Regions from separate parts of the Mus musculus genome. Here regions 1, 2, 3, 4, 5 and 7 are each linked to region 6. Evidence: chromatin contacts called from public HiChIP or PLAC-seq, capture Hi-C and promoter capture Hi-C data. All regions are on one chromosome and are shown on one strand. Each heading gives the region's core, a stretch centred on a gene start, on an enhancer-like site or on the middle of the called end of the contact. The rest is flanking DNA. Distances are from core to core; before and after follow the strand shown.

What was found. Promoter capture Hi-C pulls out the DNA fragments that hold promoters and counts their contacts. HiChIP or PLAC-seq counts read pairs in DNA pulled down with a chosen protein or histone mark. Capture Hi-C pulls out chosen DNA fragments and counts their contacts.
Region 1: a contact with region 6 is called in an H3K4me3 HiChIP or PLAC-seq map of bone marrow-derived macrophages, with 3 times the contacts expected there. The contact joins the enhancer-like site here to the promoter of Inpp4a in region 6. A contact is called at or near these places in 7 of 39 promoter capture datasets (the 3T3-L1 cell line, 3T3-L1-derived adipocytes, HPC-7-derived erythroid cells and 4 more) and 5 of 115 datasets of contacts at active chromatin or transcription factors (astrocytes, bone marrow-derived macrophages, fibro-adipogenic progenitors and 2 more).
Region 2: a contact with region 6 is called in a promoter capture Hi-C map of the HPC-7 cell line, with 2.2 times the contacts expected there. The contact joins the enhancer-like site here to the promoter of Inpp4a in region 6. A contact is called at or near these places in 8 of 39 promoter capture datasets (the 3T3-L1 cell line, the HPC-7 cell line, frontonasal cranial neural crest and 5 more), 2 of 115 datasets of contacts at active chromatin or transcription factors (bone marrow-derived macrophages and embryonic stem cells) and 1 of 9 other capture datasets (liver).
Region 3: a capture Hi-C map of embryonic stem cells shows a contact between it and region 6, with 4 times the contacts expected there. The contact joins the promoter of Cracdl here to the promoter of Inpp4a in region 6. A contact is called at or near these places in 13 of 39 promoter capture datasets (the 3T3-L1 cell line, the C10 cell line, the HPC-7 cell line and 8 more), 1 of 484 Hi-C or Micro-C datasets (embryonic stem cells), 1 of 115 datasets of contacts at active chromatin or transcription factors (pancreatic cancer cells) and 1 of 9 other capture datasets (embryonic stem cells).
Region 4: a promoter capture Hi-C map of embryonic stem cells shows a contact between it and region 6, with 3 times the contacts expected there. The contact joins the enhancer-like site here to the promoter of Inpp4a in region 6. A contact is called at or near these places in 9 of 39 promoter capture datasets (the 3T3-L1 cell line, the HPC-7 cell line, HPC-7-derived erythroid cells and 5 more), 3 of 115 datasets of contacts at active chromatin or transcription factors (forebrain, memory CD8 T cells and stem cell-derived neural progenitor cells) and 2 of 9 other capture datasets (adipose tissue and liver).
Region 5: a promoter capture Hi-C map of stem cell-derived epiblast-like cells shows a contact between it and region 6, with 2.6 times the contacts expected there. The contact joins the enhancer-like site here to the promoter of Inpp4a in region 6. A contact is called at or near these places in 7 of 39 promoter capture datasets (the 3T3-L1 cell line, cranial neural crest, frontonasal cranial neural crest and 3 more) and 7 of 115 datasets of contacts at active chromatin or transcription factors (astrocytes, bone marrow-derived macrophages, embryonic forebrain and 2 more).
Region 7: a contact with region 6 is called in a promoter capture Hi-C map of liver, with 3 times the contacts expected there. The contact joins the enhancer-like site here to the promoter of Inpp4a in region 6. A contact is called at or near these places in 4 of 39 promoter capture datasets (cranial neural crest, embryonic stem cells, liver and 1 more) and 5 of 115 datasets of contacts at active chromatin or transcription factors (bone marrow-derived macrophages, lineage negative bone marrow cells, pancreatic cancer cells and 1 more).

The regions. Positions count from the first base shown.
Region 1 is chr1:36,882,570-36,885,269 of GRCm38.p6, forward strand. All of the region lies in intron 2 of Tmem131 (transmembrane protein 131), which reads right to left. Among named protein-coding and RNA genes, the nearest start is that of Tmem131, 56 kb to the right of the region's middle. Within about 2 kb of position 1,357, at least 45 of the 459 cell types and tissues checked have an H3K27ac peak or open chromatin away from gene starts, as enhancers often do. A contact at or near this core is called in bone marrow-derived macrophages and hematopoietic stem and progenitor cells, where this site is marked.
Region 2 is chr1:36,913,385-36,916,084 of GRCm38.p6, forward strand. All of the region lies in intron 1 of Tmem131 (transmembrane protein 131), which reads right to left. Among named protein-coding and RNA genes, the nearest start is that of Tmem131, 25 kb to the right of the region's middle. Within about 2 kb of position 1,302, at least 59 of the 459 cell types and tissues checked have an H3K27ac peak or open chromatin away from gene starts, as enhancers often do. A contact at or near this core is called in the HPC-7 cell line and bone marrow-derived macrophages, where this site is marked.
Region 3 is chr1:37,718,538-37,721,237 of GRCm38.p6, forward strand. Cracdl (capping protein inhibiting regulator of actin like) reads right to left here and starts at 1,274. Exons shown (of 10, transcript NM_028096.1): 1 at 1,033-1,274.
Region 4 is chr1:36,813,205-36,815,904 of GRCm38.p6, forward strand. It overlaps Tmem131 (transmembrane protein 131), which reads right to left. Exons shown (of 41, transcript NM_018872.2): 24 at 2,683-2,700; 25 at 2,251-2,317. Among named protein-coding and RNA genes, the nearest start is that of Zap70, 53 kb to the left of the region's middle. Within about 2 kb of position 1,442, at least 37 of the 459 cell types and tissues checked have an H3K27ac peak or open chromatin away from gene starts, as enhancers often do. A contact at or near this core is called in the HPC-7 cell line, embryonic stem cells and forebrain, where this site is marked.
Region 5 is chr1:36,843,877-36,846,576 of GRCm38.p6, forward strand. All of the region lies in intron 5 of Tmem131 (transmembrane protein 131), which reads right to left. Among named protein-coding and RNA genes, the nearest start is that of Zap70, 83 kb to the left of the region's middle. Within about 2 kb of position 1,320, at least 14 of the 459 cell types and tissues checked have an H3K27ac peak or open chromatin away from gene starts, as enhancers often do. A contact at or near this core is called in stem cell-derived epiblast-like cells, where this site is marked.
Region 6 is chr1:37,298,580-37,301,279 of GRCm38.p6, forward strand. Inpp4a (inositol polyphosphate-4-phosphatase, type I) reads left to right here and starts at 1,259. Exons shown (of 26, transcript NM_030266.4): 1 at 1,259-1,539.
Region 7 is chr1:36,860,662-36,863,364 of GRCm38.p6, forward strand. The region is part of intron 4 of Tmem131 (transmembrane protein 131); the gene reads right to left. Among named protein-coding and RNA genes, the nearest start is that of Tmem131, 78 kb to the right of the region's middle. Within about 2 kb of position 1,365, at least 51 of the 459 cell types and tissues checked have an H3K27ac peak or open chromatin away from gene starts, as enhancers often do. A contact at or near this core is called in liver and stem cell-derived neural progenitor cells, where this site is marked.

The DNA of each region.
Region 1 (2,700 bases), core at 107-2,606, 420 kb before region 6:
TACATAGTGACTTGTATTTGAATGTTCACACAGCCTTTTTTTTTAACTAGAACAACCCAAAGTTCTTATAACATGTAAATGGGAACATAAACTGTAACATACTAATATAACAGACTATTTCTCAGCAAAAAAGACAAATTATTAATATATATGATATCATAAGTAAATCTCAAAATTATGATGGTGAATGTTGGAACCCAGTGACTGGAAGCTGAGCAGAGGTCACCTAGAGATGGAGAATAAGAGCACAGGAAACCCTTAAGGGAGCTGGGTGTGCTCACTACTGGACTGTAGTTATGATCTCCCAGTATAAAACAGCATGCAGCCTTTTCAATGTGTAATTTAGACATCTACACCGTATGCTGTTCATAGATGAATAAAGGGTGATCAAAACATCAGAGCATAAGGAGCTATGCTCCTGTATAAACAGAAGCAAAACTCAAGAAATCTATTGCCCTGCGTACTTTTTGAGGAATAAAACATCATAAAGACAATGTAGCAAAAGATCCCAAGGACAAAAGCAAAAGTATTCAGGATGATAAACTGCAAACCCTCTGTGGTAGTTTGACTAGGAAGAGCCCCTCATGAGTTTGAATGCTTGGCTGTGGGAAGTGGCACTATTAAGAGGTGTGGAACATTTGGAGTAGGTGTGGTCTTATTGGAGGAAGTGTGTCACTGTTAGGGTGGGCTTTGAGGTCTCAGAAGCCCAAGCTACAGACAGTGTGGACACAGTCTCCTTCTGCTGCTTGAGGTTCAAGATGTAGAAGTCTCAGCTCCTTCTCCAGCACCATGTCTGCCTGCATATGCCCATGTCCCAGCATGGTGATAGTGAAGGACCGAACCTCTGAACCTGTAAGCCAGCCAGTTAAATGTTCCCCTTTATAAGAGTTGCCCTGGTCATGGTGTCTCTTCACAGCAACAGAAGCCCTAAGACAACATCTTATGAAAAATTAGCTGATATTCAATAAGAAATAAGATTAGAACAAATAAATTCTTATTGAAGTATAAGGCAGACACAACAAAACAATCATTTAGCTATAATAAAGTCTCACAGCAGGCAAACACTGTGCCCCAAGTACTGAAAGGAGATGCTATTTTGGCTCTGAGGTAATCTGAGAAATAAAATCTTAAACTTGTCTTTACGTGTATCTTAACATTGGGCCTAAACACAGGGCAGCACAACAGAAAGTGTAAAAATTAGGTGGAAGAGACCAAATTCGCCTTCAGTACACTGAAGGTCAAATCAAAATCTATTTTAAAAGTGTCAGAATCTAGAGCTTAACCACAAACAAGTCATGTCAGGAGGAACAGACACAAGACAAGCCGCAAAACCATGTAACAGAGCAAGCAAATGCCCTGCCCTGAGTAACTGTACCAGGAGGGGTTTCATAATGGGAAAGTTTCTCTCACAAAGCAGTGAGAAGAAAGGGGGTGGGGACTGAAATGTAAACAAAGAACAAGAACAGGAAATTCACTCCAGGAAAGCAGAGGCTGGAGAAAATAGCTCAGAGGTCAAGAGCACTTGTTCCTGCTGAGGATGGTTCACAACCATCCCTAAGTCCAGTGTGGGGAGGATCTGATGCCTGCTTTTGACCTGCACAGCATGAAGCATGCAAGTGGTGCACCTACACACGCGTGAGGGAAAAAGTAAATGGGCCACAACTGTCTGAAAAGAGATTACTTCCTTAAAGAGGACATCTCTACAGAGAAATCAATTTTACCAGCTGATTGAAGGGACATTTGGCCCATCACATTCCACGACAGAGCTTAGCAGAATTCTGGGTCCTAGAAACTATCTATATCATGTAAACCATCTATCACAAATGACTACCACTAGTGGTTCAAAGAAAGTTCTCAGAATCAGAGAAACATGGTAATGCCCAAATGAACCCAGATTATCCTTCTGTCCTGCCACTCCAGAAGAGGCCATCAGACTCCTTCCCACCCTGCAATTCACACCACATGCATGCAGTGCTCACCACTGGGCTGCCAATTCCAGACCAATTTGAACACAACTTTTTAGACGGTTCCCCACCTCTCAATAGGATTCACAGGAGGAAAGCAGACTATTTCAATCCACCACACTGGCCTCTGCAGGAGCACTTATGTAATGTGTCAGTTCTCATCATAAATGCAGCTCACAATAGCTCAACTTCCTCAGCAAGGTCACAGGGATCCCTGTGGGCTGAGCGTAAAGGTCTAGGGCCTGAGTTCAGCCCTGCACATGCTAGGCCATCACCATCACTAAACTACTTCCCCAGACCTTAAGAGATGTTTGAATTGTTACAAAGCAGATGCCATTACCATCAAGAAAACAAAGACACGAATGACCATTCTAAAGTGCACAGGACAGTTTCCCTGACTCCCCAAACAATGAACTACTTGGCTCAAGATGTAAATTTTCCTGAACTTTATGATGTTACTAATTATAGTTTTCATTTTTATTTGTGTGCACACAGGCACATAATGTTTTTCTCTATTATTCTGCATGTTATCTCTTCAGACAAGGGTCTCTTCTCACTGAATCTGGGGCTTGCAAATTTGCCAAGACTAGCTGGCTAGTGAGCTCCAAGGGTTTGTTTCCCCTACCCCAGGGCTCAGGTTACATGTGCACCATGCCTGGGTGCCTTAGAATCCCAGTTCGGGTCCTCAGGCAGAGCAGGCATCTTGCTGGCTAAGCCACCTTCCGGCCCCCTTAAT
Region 2 (2,700 bases), core at 52-2,551, 390 kb before region 6:
ATCTGAGAATACTTAAAACTGGTGAAGCTTACTGCACAATAAGTATTCCTATGAAGCAAATAAGCGGAGGGAGTTTGGTGGGATGCAATCCATAAAACTCAGTCAACATACTATTTTTCCCCTAGAAGAAGGTCTCATGCATAAAATGATGTGCTAAGGTCCCTCAGAAGGCAGCTCTTTTTTTGTTTTGTTTTTGTTTTTTTTTTTTTTTTTTGAGACAGGGTTTCTCTGTGTAGCCCTGGCTGTCCTGGAACTCACTCTGTAGACCAGACTGGCCTCCAACTCATAAATCTGCCTGCCTCTGCCTCCCGAGTGCTGGGATTAAAGGCATATACGACTACCGCCCAGCACAGAGGGCAGCTCTTAACACCCCTGCCACAGCCTTCACACTCTGAAGACAAACACAGCTGCCCCTTACTTTTGGTCTGTTCACGATCTCTTATGTGCTGTATGTATTTCAACGGCTTTTCTACCCTAAGATCCCAGTACCTAGTCAGCTTTATATTACTGAAGGGTTGGAGGGAAGCATGGTGGGAGAGCATGAGTAAAATGTATGGAGACTGAGTTCAGACTCCAATACACACACACATGCGCACTCAAGCACGCACGCACACACGCACACATACACACACAAAGAAAAGAGGAAGGAAGAAAGGAAAGGAAACACAATGAAACTATACTTACTAGAACATTAGTTTGGAATCAGAAAAACGAATTAGGAGTGGTTGGTAGTACATGCCTCTAACACCAGAACCTGTGAGGTTGAGGCAGGAGGATCACAAATTCCAAGGCCAGCTGGGACTATACATAAAAATAAATGAATGAATGAATACCAGGTAATGCTAATGCTATACCACATTCTTACAAGTTCTAGACCTATGCAAGTACATGTGGTACATTACTCTTAAAGTTCAAAATATTTGCATAGGATTGAAGTAACATCTGAAAGAATAAAACATTTTTTTAAATTAGAATGTTTCCCCAAAATCCATTTCTCTCCCCACAAGCTCAAAGTAGCCTGCGTATAGGAACATTCTGATAGTCCAATCTACTTCTAAGAAACTTGCAAATCCAGTGTTCATTCCTGGAAGTTTCTCTGTAGACAGAAGCCTCCCTGCACCTCCACCGCACAGCCCCATCACCCAGCTGCCAATCAAAGACCTCGTTTCCTTTCTCAATTAAAAGAGCTTCAATGCCCAAAACACTGCTAAGGAATGTGGGAAACGGCTACAACATTCTACTCTTCCGCTGAGTTTTCTCAATGCTGACCTCTGACCTCTACTTCCTTGCAATTGTTGCTCAAGTCATTTCCCATTTCTGAAGCTAGGTCCAGAGTCACATACCACTCGTGTGGAGCAAGCTCAGTGGCAGTGCAGGAAGCCTCAGGGGACACCATTAGGAAGGAAGTCAATATTTTCCATGATTTCCTTAAAATAGTCGAATAAATGTTACTGAGGAAAACAAGAATCCCATGTAGCTAAGAATAGGTCCACTTTTATCCACTAAGCTTTTTAATATACAGCAGACACATGTCCTTCTAAGTCAATTCCACTGTAGAGTCTTTTCCTTATCTCCACCTTCACAGCAAACCAGAAGAAATTAACACGAACACAAATGTCTAGCAGCACCTACTATGTGCTCTCTGTGCTGCTGGGTAAAGAGTATACACTAGCTTAATTCCCTGGGAAGAAGGGTAGAAATTCCTAAGTCAGGAATAAACTACCAAGTACAAACTGAGTGTCACATACTGCAAACAATTACAAACAGAAAGACTGTTTTAGATTTCAGATTTTTTTTTTTTCAGATTCTGGAATGCTTTTAGGGATGAGACCCAAGTCTAAACAAACAAACAAAAAAATTACATTTTACATATAGGAATACACATGGCCTGAAGGAAATTTCAGAGAGTATTCTGAGTGGGCATGCATTCGGTGCCTGTGGTTTACAGCGCTGAGCACAAGCTCTAACATGAGTGAGGGAGCCACGTGCTCCATCTCTGAGCCGCACCCCAGCTATGTACCTAGGTTTGCCTGTGACCTCTCAGATGAAATCGGGTATAAAGTTTTCCACTTGTGGCAGCATATAAGCCCTCAAAATTAGGAGCATTCTGAATTTTCAGTTTTGGGTTTGGGGTGGTTAACTGATAGTAAGTTTACCTTTTGCTATTAGCTCCTATCAAAGAAAACTAGGGAAAACACTGGCTCTTGGCCAGACCTGGGTCCTCATCTACATACATGAGGGAGCTGGGACACAGGAGAGAGCTACAACCTACCAAGTACTCCTGTCAGGGATGGCCATGGAACCCTCTGCTGAGCATGTAGTGGACAATGGGAATGCTGGGTCAAGACTGGCACAACTGGCAGGCGTTGTATAACACACACCTTAATCCCAGCACCCAGGAGGCCCAGGCAGGCCTGGTCTACATAGTGAGTCCAAGACAGTCAAGACAGTGAGAGCCTGTCTTAAAAAATAAATTAATTAAAACAACAACAACAACAACAAACCAGAAAGACTGGCACAACTCCACTAACCTCCCAAACAGCGTAGATTATTTAAAACTGCTTCTAAACAGTATGAAAGAAATTCTCCAGTGTATAAACTAGTCTTCGCCTAGGCTAACCTAAAAAGCTGCCATATTTTCTGTCCTCTGCCTGCTATGAATACATGATCTAAGTGTGATTCTGAGTTGAGATGAGTTAG
Region 3 (2,700 bases), core at 24-2,523, 420 kb after region 6:
TTCATCTCAGGTGCACGTCTGGCATGACCCAGCTCCCAATGAGTATCAGGGCTGAGATTCTATTTCGTGGTTGCTATGTATTTAGGTAAATGGAAGGAAGTCCCAGCCTCCACCAAAGGAGGGGCTTACTTTAAAATAGTTCTGGAAGGTGCGAGGGCTCCCAAGAGAGCGACAAACAACACAGGTGCCTGTCTTCCCACTTGGATTTTCTGGTTCATTTCTGACACAATGCCAACTGGCCACCTGCAGGCCACAAGTCCAGTCACACCTCGGCCTTCCTTTCCCCTTGCATTTCAAAAACAAAAACAAACAAACAAAACAAACAAAAACAAAACAAAACAAACGCTTGCTCATTTGAGTAACTACCCCGCCTCTCAGCAGTTGTACACCTACCTACCTCATACTGAAAACGAAGTCCTGCCGGTTAGTAAATGACTGCTCAGCAAATATTTGTTGATTCAAATTCTGATTATGTCTAAGATTAAACTCAGACTCCCCTCTGGTGGCTTGTAACCTAAGCCCCAAGCCTGTTAAATAAACCATGACCCGAAGCATAAGGAAGACAGCCTGTGTGTCCACCGTCTCCCTCTCCGTGGCCCTGGGAGACAGACGCGATTATGCTCTGGTACTAAGAACTGAAACGCGGGCAGCAAGCCCTGTCCCCCCCCCCCCCCCCCCCGTTTTCTTAGTGTTAAAACTGGTTAAACTGCTCAGCTCTGCCTCACATTTCAAAGTTAAGTCCAGCAAAGCGCTCAGAGGAAAACTTTGGGCACTTGCGCGTCTGGCTTCTCTCGGCCCCACCGACCATAGTGTCGTGGACGTGGCCCCCACAGGGGTGGCGTGGGTACCCTTCACGTCCAAAGGGCCCTGGGCTACCTGAGCTCTTCTCGCCACTACCTCCCCAGCTCCACGACAGGACGCGACTTCGGGAACGCGTCAGACTCTCACCCCCAACCCAGCTCCCTCCAACCTCCCTGGGTCTGCGCCCCACGCATGCTGCGTGGCCACGCCATTTCAGACTGTCCCAGGTACCTGGCACTGGAGCGTGGCCGTGTTTGGCGAGCGTGCCGGGAAGGGCTCAGTCCGCGGGGACAAGCGGGGGCTGCTCTGCCGGGGTGCACCCTGACCCCCGGCCGCAGCGTCGAGGGCCGGCGGCGCCGCGCAGCAGGTGGCGGTAGGGCGCGGGTAGCGCGGGGTCTGCGGCCGGGGGATGGACGCGGACGCGGGCGCGACCCTCGGGCGGCCGCGCTGGCCCTGCGCTGGGCGCGCGCTCCCGGCTCCCGACTCGGCTGCGCGCGGCCCGGCGGGGGCGGACGCGGCTGTTCCGCTCTGCTCAGCTCTGCTCCGCGCCGCCCAGGCCCGCGCGCCTCCCCCGCGCCGCTCCCGCCGGGCACGCGGGACCCTGGCCACCCCACGTGGCGGCGCTGCAGAGCTGGGAGCTTGGCTGGCTCCTGCCTGCGCGAGGTCCGAGGGCTGGGGGACCACCGCCAGGACGAGGACGCTCACGATCGCGGCTCCTGCGCGCCACCTCCCTGTCACCCGAGCCTCGGAGAGTGGGCGCCCGGGTGGCAGGGAGGAACGTGCGCATACGGATAAAAAGTAAAAGTTGTTTCATAACCTTGTGGGTCCGAGCGTCTGAGGGCTAATGAGGGAAGCTGCCGCCCCGTCTCTAGGTGAATCATTGCTGTGGCACTGGCAAGTGTGGGATAAAAAGCTGAAGGAGACGTCTCAGCTTCGGTCCCCACCCCTACATCTAACAGAGGAGCTGGCCCATTTGGGGAAGGAGCGGGCTGCCCCCCCCCCCCCCCCCCCCCCCCCGGCTCCTCAGCTAAGCTACCTACAGAGAGAGCCCTCTTTTGGCCTGCTGACACTGCCATGGTCAAGGGGTGAAGTACAAGGAATGTCAGCTGAGCCCCAGCAGGACGCCCAGGCTGCAGTAGCAGGAGCCCCAGGTAGAAAAGAGAATTCTCCCATCAGACAGTGGCACTGGGGTGGAGTGGTTCCTGAGTTCTGACTTCCGCAGCGATGTTAAGAGTGCCACTGTCAGATCTAGAGGAATCCATACTCCACCGTTGAGCCTTGGGGCTGATATCTTGGGACCAGGGACGCAGAGAAACCCAAGAAGCACACACTTGCACCTCTATCTTGAAAAGCGGACTTTAAAATTAGACCAAAATCCCAAACAAAATAGGAAAGAACCTGGCGAGAGATCTCATTTGGTTGGGTACATGAAAGGAAGTTAGTTGCCTTTTTAACTTTTGGGTGTAATCGATCCCTTTGGTTCAAGCTAGTCACTTAAAAGTCTCCTTTGATGGTTAAATGAAATTAATTCCCTCAAAGAACATAAACAAATCATGAATCAGTCTCCTAATTGACAACCACTCACAGTGAGCAGGTGACTCACAGAGGAGCAAATGAATTGCTTAGGTGTGTGTTTGCCTTGTTTGAAATCCTCAAACTAAACTGAACAACTACAAGCAAGCCTGTGCCTTCACCCACCCACCCTAAGCCTGCTGTTGCTTGCTGTTCAGATCAACACGTATTCTGCACGGCTGTAACCGCTAAATATTTATTGACTCCGTAAATTGCCTTTCTAACCTAAGAATTTTTGTTTCCAGAGTATCAGAAGCCTCTGGCTTTACTTGTGTGTGCTTGTGGGTGGCTTTTGAAGTTCCTGGAGGGTTTCAGAGGACAAAAAAA
Region 4 (2,700 bases), core at 192-2,691, 490 kb before region 6:
CCTGACTAATAATCTTTAATCCCATTTTGAAAACTAAGTACCTATTTATTGCTTTGTAGAGACTTGATTTAAGATATAACCCAATCTGAAATTTAAAATAAGACGTTATGACCAGTTTTAAAATGGTTCAGAGTTGTTTTGTTTTTATGTTAAAAAACACTGTTTCAACACAAAGACACACTCTTGTGTTTTTTTAAAGAAGACTAAATATTCTGGGGAAGGGTGAGTTGTGTGCCATTCTCTACTTCTCTTGGCATGGCTGGGTTCTGCTGTGTTAGTGGGAACTGACAAACATACCACACCACGTGGACTGATGACGTGCACTACGTAAGTCCCGCTTATGAAGTAAAAGGTCTCCCTTTACAGATAGCACTGTTCTTTATCAACAGTCTACCAGGATAACAGAATACTCTGACTGTTCTGAAACGCCCGCTGAGAAAGCTCCTTCTGATAAGCTATTCTTGGCAATCGCCTCCACTCCCTTTCTCTCTCACTATGTATGTAGCTTTGGCAGGCACCACACTCACTGAAATCCATCTGCCTCTGCCTCCTGAGTGCTGGGATTAAGTCTGTTTGTCATCATGCTGGCCCCACTTATGAGCACAATGAAAGACTGTATGTATTCCAAAATACTAACTCATTTAACCTCTGATGGTCTGAAAAGCACGTTGGGATAGTATGGTGCCCCGACACAGCACTAACGGGCTCCATACTTGTGCCGTGGTAAGCTCTTAAGGGTCAGACAGACTGAGCAGGGGACCCGTGGGTAACCTCAGAAACCCCTCTGTAGTAATACAGACAGACACATCTGCTTTTCTTAGGATGCTGTTTGTACTACCGATCACAGCTGTTAGGTGTGAACCGAGACACGGTGCTAAACCTCCCTTGTAGCCACTGTTTGCTCCCCAGTCTGCATTTATAATGAAAAGAAAATGTCTTTGAACAGTAGCAAACAAAATTTATTCAATTTCAACATGAATTCATGACTCTCTAGAACTGGATAGAACTGGATAGAACTGGATAGGACAGAAAAGGAAGCATGTTTAAAGGACTCTCAGCAATTAGAGTTTCACACTGAGAATTTCTTCTGTGGAAACCTCCTGAGGTCCAGAGGTTTTCCTCATCCATCTGTCCTTTAGAGTCTAGGTCAGGGTCCTATGTCTTGCAAATGCGACTGCATGAGATCATCAGCTCATTGACTTCTGTATTTTCCCTATCAAGGCAGAAGAAACCAAGTTCTAGTAACTGGGCATTCTCAATGACTTCCAGTGCTTGCTACAATGGCATTTATGGATGGGAGGAGCAAGGCGAGATCCTAAGAGAATGATACAGGGAATCGGGAGTGTCTAAACTGCTGTCTGAGTTCTAGGCTCTGACTGCAGCTGTGGCAGAGATGAAGAACTACAAAGCAGCTGGCTGGACGAGGCTGGGGAGACTTCCTACATAGCACTATGTGGTCCAAACAGGAAGGACAAACACTCTCATCTGAATAAGGCAGAAAGGCAATGAAGCACAAGACCCCAGGCAGCCTGCAGGGCTTTGGCCCCTGTGAAACCTTCCTAGCTGACATGCACCCTCCACATCAAGGCCTGATACAATATGAGTGGCTAGCAGACACTTACCTGAATAATAGAGGCCACTTTCACCCCCAGAACAAATCAACTTATTATACACTTTAAAGTCAACATTATCTATCGAGATAAACACACACACAGAGCTGTGCCAGGTATTGGTCTCACATTCACAGGTTTTACAATTTTATCAGGAAGCATCTTTTTTTTGGAGGGGGGGTGGTTGGTTTTTCGAGACAGGGTTTCTCTGTGTAGCCCTGGCTGTCCTGGAACTCACTTTGTAAACCAGGCTGGCCTCGAACTCAGAAATCCACCTGCCTCTGCCTCTGCCTCCCAAGTGCTGGGATTAAAGGCGTGTGCCACCACGCCCAGCTCAGTTGAATCTTTTAACGCTTAAAAATAAAATGTTGCATTAGCATATTTCATGTACAGCCTCAGACTTTCTGGGTGGCATTATGCTGAGCTATCGTGGGCTGACTGCTGACTCTAAGGTTAATACCCACAAAGAGGAACCGTCTAACATACCCTGTGTATCTGCAGCCCTGACTCTTCCTGCTCTCCTCTGCCTCTAAGTCAATTCCTGGACTGCAATAGCTGCCTTCAGCCAGGCTAAGGGCAGCCCGCAGGTGTCCTTCCCATTGGCCCTGGTCCTAGCAGAGTAAATGATTGTTGTACTTACGCTGTTCCTGTAGACTTGGAATTCAAGTGTTCTCAAATCTAGCTTGGCCACCTTACTCAAGTTAAACCTAAAATAAAAAACACGTTTATCTTCATAAACATCACAACTAGGAACTATGGAGGATAGCCAAACTTGAGGTTTTATTTGCAAATTTATCTTTTGTCAGGTCTTGGGACCAGTAGCATTATACCATATTAATACTAAAGGCTAACTTATAATTAATACCTTGTTCACTTTTAAAAAGGAATTAGTGGAATTATTTTGTCTGTTGTCCCTTTACAAATCTGTTAAATGTGAGCGCCCCATTTACACCTGTTGAAAGCTTTTCTTCATGTTCAATTCAATACCAACCCACTCCCAGGAAACTGCTGGCAACTTCAGCCATAAAGCCAGACTCTGCGTTTACCCTTTGACCAGCTAAGGAGTGCTTACCTTGAGACTAACTTATCT
Region 5 (2,700 bases), core at 70-2,569, 450 kb before region 6:
ACCCTGTGAACTACGATAATGACAGATTTGACAAGATATGCTTGCTCACTGGTATACCAGGGGCATGCATTATGGGATTATCCAACTACTTTATGCTTGAATCTAAGGTCTGCTCTATGAGATGGAACCCATACCTAGCACTGCTAATAGGGCCGACAACCTGTAACTGGATAGCTTTGGTGAGCACCTACTACTATTCTGCTAAGTGGACCCAGCACTGACATTAAGTTTCGATGACTCATTATCACGCTAACAGGCCAGTGCATCTCTCACCCCTCCTCAAAGTGACTCCCTGCAGTAGACATCAATTAACAAAGAGACCCTAACCTGGTCAACCTGCAGACAGTTAACACTCAGTCCTAAAGGGGTCATCCAAATCCCGAGGCTCATGGATCTTCAGCAAAGAGGGGAGGGAAAGACTTTAAGAGATAGCAGGGATAGATAACTTCAAGGAGACCAGTTTTCTGGATACCCTAGGGCAGTTACAAATATGAACTCAGTGATTTTAACAGCAAACGCAGCACCTATGAAGCCTGAGGCAGACAAACTGGAGATGAGAGTTGAGGAGAGGGAGAACAGAGGAGAAAGGAGCGGACTGGAAGAGGAGATGAGCACAAATCCCGATTCTGAGCTCAGAAGCTCTTCGAGATTTATAGCCACTGGGAAAGGAAGAGTCAGTTTTCTTTACCAGTGTGACCCCTGGCAGGTCAACCACTCTTTAAGGAACTCCTCACTCCTAAGATTAGTTGGGCAATATAACCTGGATTTGAAGAGTTAGAAAACAAACTGAACAAACAAACAAGCCAAGTTAGATGGGTAGGGAGGTGAGGTGGATCTGGCAAAGTTGGGTTTGTGTTATAAATACAGATGGAGAGGACAAGACAGCTCAAAATGCAGAGAAACTCAAGAGTTGCCAGGGAAGAGATGCAACCATAGTTAACCAAGCCGTAGCTGTCCTATGGGGGAGGGGGGCAGAAGTCTCATCTGAAAGGTAAACAAGGAGCCTTGGTGGGTAGCCAGTCCTACCCACAGAACAAGGCCACAGCTTTCACAAGGCTCAGATCTATTATTGATGGGTCTCCCTGACACAGTGCCTTTTCTAAGAGAATGGGTCTGCAGTCCCAAGTTCTCCTGTGCCTAGCAGCTATCTGAAGAGGCAACTTCTGAGGGCAGGGAAGAGGGGAGCTCACCAGCCTCTGGAGACAAACAAGTGTGGGTGGACAGACCTCTAGAGCCACCTGACGCTATAGAGTCCAAGAACTCTGAGCTCCAGGACACTCCCCAACATTCCCAGCTGTGCTCCTCCAGCAGGGCAATGAATGAGGTGAGAACAAAGTACTGCCACTGCTTTCCCTACTGTCTCTGCACTCAGGAGACACCCTCCCCCACCCGGCTCCATCCCAGAGACCATTTCAGTAAGAACCCGGTGTGGGGGCGGGGCGCAGGAGAATGGGAGACTGAAAAGCCAAGGCCCCTGGGATGCAAAGAAGAGAAGGTACTAGACTGAGACAGCCCTGGAGACAGTGGACACTTGAGCAATACAGGCTAAGGACCAGCGTAAGACACAGGAGAAGACACGAGTCCTCAAGTTCAACTGACCTGCACATACCTGCCACTTCCAGGTTTCAAAGACCCAGAGGAAAAGCACTCTGACGAATTAGCAGTGCCCTACTGGCTATCCACTTTCCTTTTCTATACCATTAGGAGTATTTTCTCTCATCTATAAATAGCTTTTAGGCTTTCGTTTTTGTTCCCCTTCCTACCTTTAGCTAATTTTGTTTATATTTTTCTTTCTCTTTTCTGTGCTTGCTCTGGTTTGTTGGGTTTTCAGTCATCTGTATTTTCGACTTAATTCATTCTTTAAAAAGCTTTTACATTTTAATGTTTGTTATTCTCCTTATATTTATCTAGGCTTGGTTATGATGTGTGTGCACATTTATGCACTTGTGTGTGTGTAAATGTGCTTGGTTCTGAAGTGTGTGCTCATATATGCACTTGTGTGTGTAAACATCTAGTATGTGTCCCATGGTGTGTATGGATGTCAGGATAACACACAGGCACCTTAAGTCGGGGTCTCTGCTGATTTCCCAATGCATACAGCAGGCTGGCTGGCCTAGGAGCTTGCAGGGACTCTTCTATGCCTGTCCCCATGTCCCTGTAGGAGTGCTAGAGTTAGACTACACTATGTGTCCAGCTTTTAGTTGGGTGCTGGGGACTTGAACTTGGGTCTTCATCGGCAGACCATTGTTTCCTTTATTTAGTCTAACTTCTTGCTCTTTTCTCATCTTCTTCATAACATGCTTCTCTTCTTTCTCTCTTTGTTTCCTAACTTTGCTTCTAGTTCTCCCTTCCCTGCTTCTTCTTTTACCCCATCCATTTGTTATTTTCATCCTAACCCTAAGTAATTTTAAAAAGTAAGACTTATTTTTGTGTGTGAGTGTTTTGCCTGCATGTCTGTCCGGTGCCTGATGAGGTCAGAAGATGGTGCCAGAGCCTTTGGAAGTGAAGCTGCAGGTGGTTGTGAGCGGCCATGTGGGTGCTGGGAACAGAACCTAGGTCCTCTGCAAGAGCAACAAGCACTCTAAACCACTGAGCTGTCTATCTAGCCCCACTCAAAATAATTTTTAACTTCAAAGCCAACTCTCCATTAGCTTTGTCAAGTTTTATTAAACAGTGGTATGCAGGTGGCATTTACTTTAT
Region 6 (2,700 bases), core at 9-2,508:
CCTCAGTTGAGAAAATACCTGGATCAAATTGCAATGTAGGCACCCTGTGGGGCATTTTCTTAATGGTTGATGTGGAAGGGCAAGACCTAATGTGGGTGGTGCCACCCCAGGCAGGTGGTCCTGAGTTATCTAAATAGCAGGCTAAGCAGGCCATGGAGAGCACACCAACAAGTAACTTTCGCTCCTGGCTTTTGCTTCCATTCCTGCCTCTAGGTTTTTGTCTTGAGTTCCTGCCTGATCATGGACTTGTAGCCTGTAAGCCAAATAAGCCTTTTCCTCTCCAAGTCGTTTTTGGCCAGTGGTTTAACCCAGGAAGAGAGAAAGCAAATTAAGACTCTGACCATAAAATTTATTATCTCATAGGAGAATGCTTTTGAGATTGAAAGGGGGATTTCTATTAATTTTACCGTAAGAAAATCAGGTATATCAGTCACTTGAATTTTAGAAGATGAAATAAGGACAATATTTTTAATTTTTCTAAGCATGTTTGAGTTTTTTGGCTTTTGGCCTTAGGGTTAAGGTTCAATCAATATTTTCTCCCCTTCATCTGATTAATAAAAGATAAGCATTTGGTAATAAGTTACTCTTTAGAAGATAAAAGTGGGTGTGGTGGTGCATACCTGTACTCTCAGCCTTTAGGAGGCAGTGGCAGGAACATGAATAACACGAAGGGCAGCTAGTGAGTGGGTGACCAACCTGGATTACCCTGTTCAAAAAAAAAAAAAAACAACCCAAAACGAAACAGAACAAGCAAAAAAAAAACCAGACAAATGAGGTGTAAAAAAACCTGAAAAATGTTTTTGTTTGTCCATTTAAGTTTCCCCTCATCAGGTAGAAATGTTAACGTTACAATAAAGTTAAAAACGATCAGAGGCAGGGAGCCCCTGTCTCAGTGGAAATAAATAAGTAATAAAATAAAAAAAAATGTATCTCCGAAAGTCCTGATTGGTCTTCTTCCCTATAGAAAAATAGAATTTTGAGGAGGAAGTGTTAAGGTCCGTTATCTTTTGGGTAGACTAGGTCTGGAAGGAAGTTCAAAAGACTACAGTTTGTTGGTGGCCACGCCCACTGAGTGATGGATCAGCTACACCTGCACTTCCGACCTCCAGCGTTTTTCTAGAATCGCTTGTTCTCTGGGCAGAAGCCTCAGGGCATGTGAAGGTGGAAAAACTCCCACTCCTGGGTGACGTCACATAAGAGGGTGTGACCTTTTGGGAGGTGCGGCTTCCTAGGGGCGGAGCCAGGGAGGGAGGGGGCAGGGCGGCGGTCGGGGAGTGGGGCGCGCATGCGCGGTGAGGGGGCGGAACCGGGGCGGGGTTGTGCGCTGTGTTCTGAGAGAAGGCGGTGGCAGGATTCGGGCTGCGCGGGGACGGCGGGTTCGGGTCTGGGGTGGACGCCACCGGCCGGAGTGAGGCGGCCAGGAAACAAATCCCGGCCGGTCTTCAGGACCGGACAGCAACCAGCGGGGCCGAGGCCGGGGTGTGCGGCCTGGAGGACAGAGGCCAAGGCTGAGCAAGTGTCCGGGCCGGGGCGCGCCAGGTAGGTGGGCCGAGCTGGGCCGTGCCAGGTCCGGTGTGCCGGGCTTAGCGGAGTGGGCTGGGCGGCTGGGAGCTGGAGACACTGGGAACCCGGCCCGGTGGCGCCCGCGGTTGTCATGGCAGTGGTACAGCCTAGCGGTTCGCTGGCCGCGTCTTTGGAGCGCGATCCTAGACTTGCGGTCCCCTTGCCGCGGGCTTCTCGGGGAGCCGTGCGATGCTATACAACGCGCCCGCCGGCTGCATCTCTGCTGTATCCCATAGGCATCCGACGCTGAAGGCCTCGCGGTATCTCGGGTGTCAACACACCGGGTAAAAATAAACATACATGTTGGTGGGAGACACGGACTCTACGTCCTCGCAACTCTTTGAGCATTTTCTGTTCGCGCATCGGCCAGGACAGGATCTCCCTCACCTTTGCTTTATGTATTTTATATTCTTCTGGCTTTCCTAATAAGCTAATTGAGGCCTGAGAGGTTTGCAGGGATCCGTGGTCGTCTTTTGCAAAGCCAGTCATGAATGTGTAGGCCACGGAAACACTCAAAATGTCAGACACAAATATATATCTTTGTGGGCGAAGGGAAGGAGTGTTGATGGGCCTTGGTTTCTCTTGCCCCTTCTCTCCTGCCCTCTGACATTACATAATGGTGGGTTCCTCCTGCCTGGATTTGACAGCTCATGAAAATGTCTCTCTGGGTAAGAAGGAAGTAAGTATTGGCCGTTGTAAATCTTTGCCTCTTAATGTGTTTGATGTTGAGAGATTGCCTAAGAGTAGAATGTGATTTGTCACCTGCCAGTTAGGGCCTCTGGGCCAAGGGGATGGGGGTGGGGTGGTACGGAAGTTGGGGTGTTGCAGTAATATTCTGCTTCGTTCACTCCTGTTCCCCGGGTGGGTTGTGTGGACAATGGGGACATCACAGGGCTGGGACATCACACAGCTGGTTGATCTGGGTGTGAATCCTGAAGGTTTTGTCACTTGCTAACTCAGGTTCTCAAGACCCTCATCAGTAAGAGGTGTAAACAGAACCTCATTAGCTGCGTTTGTTTTGAAATCTAATTGCCAGTGTCAGGCAGTGAACAGCTATAGGTTGTCCTACTTAGCCTGGTTGTTGGGTGAAGACGGAATTTTTCTTTGGATCTGGACTAGGGCCCTTGTTTGAGGACT
Region 7 (2,703 bases), core at 115-2,614, 440 kb before region 6:
CCTCTATCACTGTTTCCTGCAACCGCAGGAAACAGCTGCAGGCATAGTTTCCCAAATGCCCCTAGACAAACCTGCTGAATGAAATACAGCATTCTGCTGTGCAGCCTCAGGCAGGAAGCCGGGCCAAATCAACACCAGCACTTTGTAAAACTCCATCACCACAACATCCTACAGTTCTCACAAACACATGCTATAAAACTATGCATGGAAGTAAGAATTAGAAGTGGGAAGCTACAAGGCAACCAAACAACTCTTAGAAAAAGGAAGCCTCCTTGATTTTCTTGGAACCAGAAAGCAATTAGGGTGAAAAAGCTTTCATGCACTGATTTTAAACTGAAGATCTGAAGCCAATTTTTCTGCACCTAATAATTATATGAACCAAAGAATGCAGTGAACCAGTTTTTACCCCAAACATCGTTTACTGCTTGCAATAAATGCCTGAGAGAAAGATGTTGCTATGGAAACAGAAAACACTTAGGGACACTGGCATAAATAATTTGGGAGAGGGAAGAAAGGGAGGTTGTGAGTACCCAAATCATGGCAGAGTGTCATTTGGAAACTGGGCAGGGTGATCCATCCCACCTCTGTGTAGCTGGGAAGATACCAGGGAGAGAGGGTGAAGTAGAAATTAAACATTAAAGACAAAGTTAATTTAAAAAGAAAGCCAAGAAAAACCTATTTGGGGGGCCTGGTTAAGAATACTTGTTGCTTTTGCAGGGGACTTGGGTTCATAGTAGCTCATAGTTGGCTGTGGCTCCGGGGATCCAATGCCTTCTTCTGACTTCTTCAAGTACCAGTCATACATGTGGTATAAATATATATACAGGCAAAGACACACACAAAAGTCTTTTTTAAAAAACAGCCCATTTCTTCAGAATGCTAATTTTACATCTGTGCTCTGAAATGAGTGTTAGCCCATTATTAATAGAGGTGACCACAGAGGTGAGGACAGTCAGTACCAGGTTTCCTAGAGAGCAGCAAGGTGTGCCTCAGGACAGCCCACACTGCTAGCATTCTCAAGCCATGCTGACACTCCATCCCACAACATTCCCTTCCCAGTACATCTGAGCAGGGGACAGAAAGGCCCTCTGCTTCCTCGTGGCTATGACAACCAAGATTCCAAACTGCTGCCACCACTTCTGCCTCTACCAGCCTCACTGGGAACCCAGTAAAAGCTGAGCTGGTTTCCTTTGTTTGCGCTCTCAGCCTTGCTGAAGGCCTGCTGTGGTTTCTCAGAGAACTTCATTGTGTTGTGTTAGTGTAGACAGATGTTGTAACTTGTGCTGGCCAGAATGACATTTCCTTTTTAAGCTTTACAGTGATGCGAGGTCATATGAAGTCACTAGACATTGTACTCTGGCCCTGGATCCCATTCTGGGCTTTGGCTATGCAGGCCCAGCCTCTCTATAACTCTGGGAGCAGAGGCAGGCACAGCCCTGGCCAGCCAGTCATTAGAGGACAGCTGGGAATAGAATGGAAATGTTCTAAGCACATTTAAGGGATTCCAGGCTGGTCCAAGGTGGAGAGTAAGCTGAATGTTTGCAAAGTTCCAGCTTCAAATCCAATTCCAGAAAGTCAATTTAAAAACACCCAAAATAAAGAAAAAGGGAGGCTATGTTACTTAGGAGTACATATCTTAGTTTAGGTTTCTATTGCTGTGATGAAACACCATAAAAGCAACTTGGGGAGGAAGGAGTTTATTCAGCTTATGCTTCCACATTATCAAAGGAAGTCAGGATAGGAACCCCATCCTAAATGGATCAACTACCTATATGATGGACAATGTATACCCTCTGGGGTATGTCTGTGTGTGGCAGCATCAGTCTGGATATTTAAACTCAGTTTTAGGTGGTGATCCATCCCACTTCTGTGTAGCTGGGAAGATACCATGGAAACAGTGGGAAGGCCATGTCTACCTGTGCATGGCAAGCTGTGAAGGTTGTTTTGAGCACAGGGCTGACCTCTACTGACTGGTCATCAGGCATATGAGAAGCCAAGGGACTAAGATGGTCTTCAATAGGATCCGCTGCCCACTGTATGATATATTTCTCTCTCTCTCTCTCTCTCTCTCTCTCTCTCTCTCTCTCTCTCTCTCTCTCTCTCTCTCTCTCTCTCTTTTCCAAGACAGGGTTTCTCTGTATAGCCCTGACTGTCCTGGAACTCACTTTGTAGATCAGACTGGCCTGGAACTCAGAAATTCACCTGCCTCTGCCTCCTGAGTGCCGGGATTAAAGGCGTGCGCCACCATGCCCGGCTATGATTTCTCTCTTGATGAAACTCTGACAAACTAGGAATAGCATTACATCCACTGATATATACGTCTTCTTAACACAGCTGCTTCAGGAATTGGACAATGAATCCACCTGGGGTGACCATTGCTCTCTGCTAAGATGTTTTAGATTAGAGAGAAAGAAGGCTACAGAAGGTAGAGTGGAAACAGTCAGCAGGGCTGTAGGGAAATAGCATTGGTACTGAGAGTGAGCAAGGTGAGGACACAGGAGTCCTGGCAGCCTTAGGTAATGTGGGCCTACCTGTCTGTTATGGTGGCTGAATCAGTCTTATTTTTTTGCCTTAAGGAGTTTCAGTCAGTGTTCTCTCATTTACAATCAAACAATTACAACACTGATTGAAGCAGAAGTACTATAGGCCATCTACACTAACTGCCAATTTTCTTATTCTCTAAATATATGGAAATGATAACTA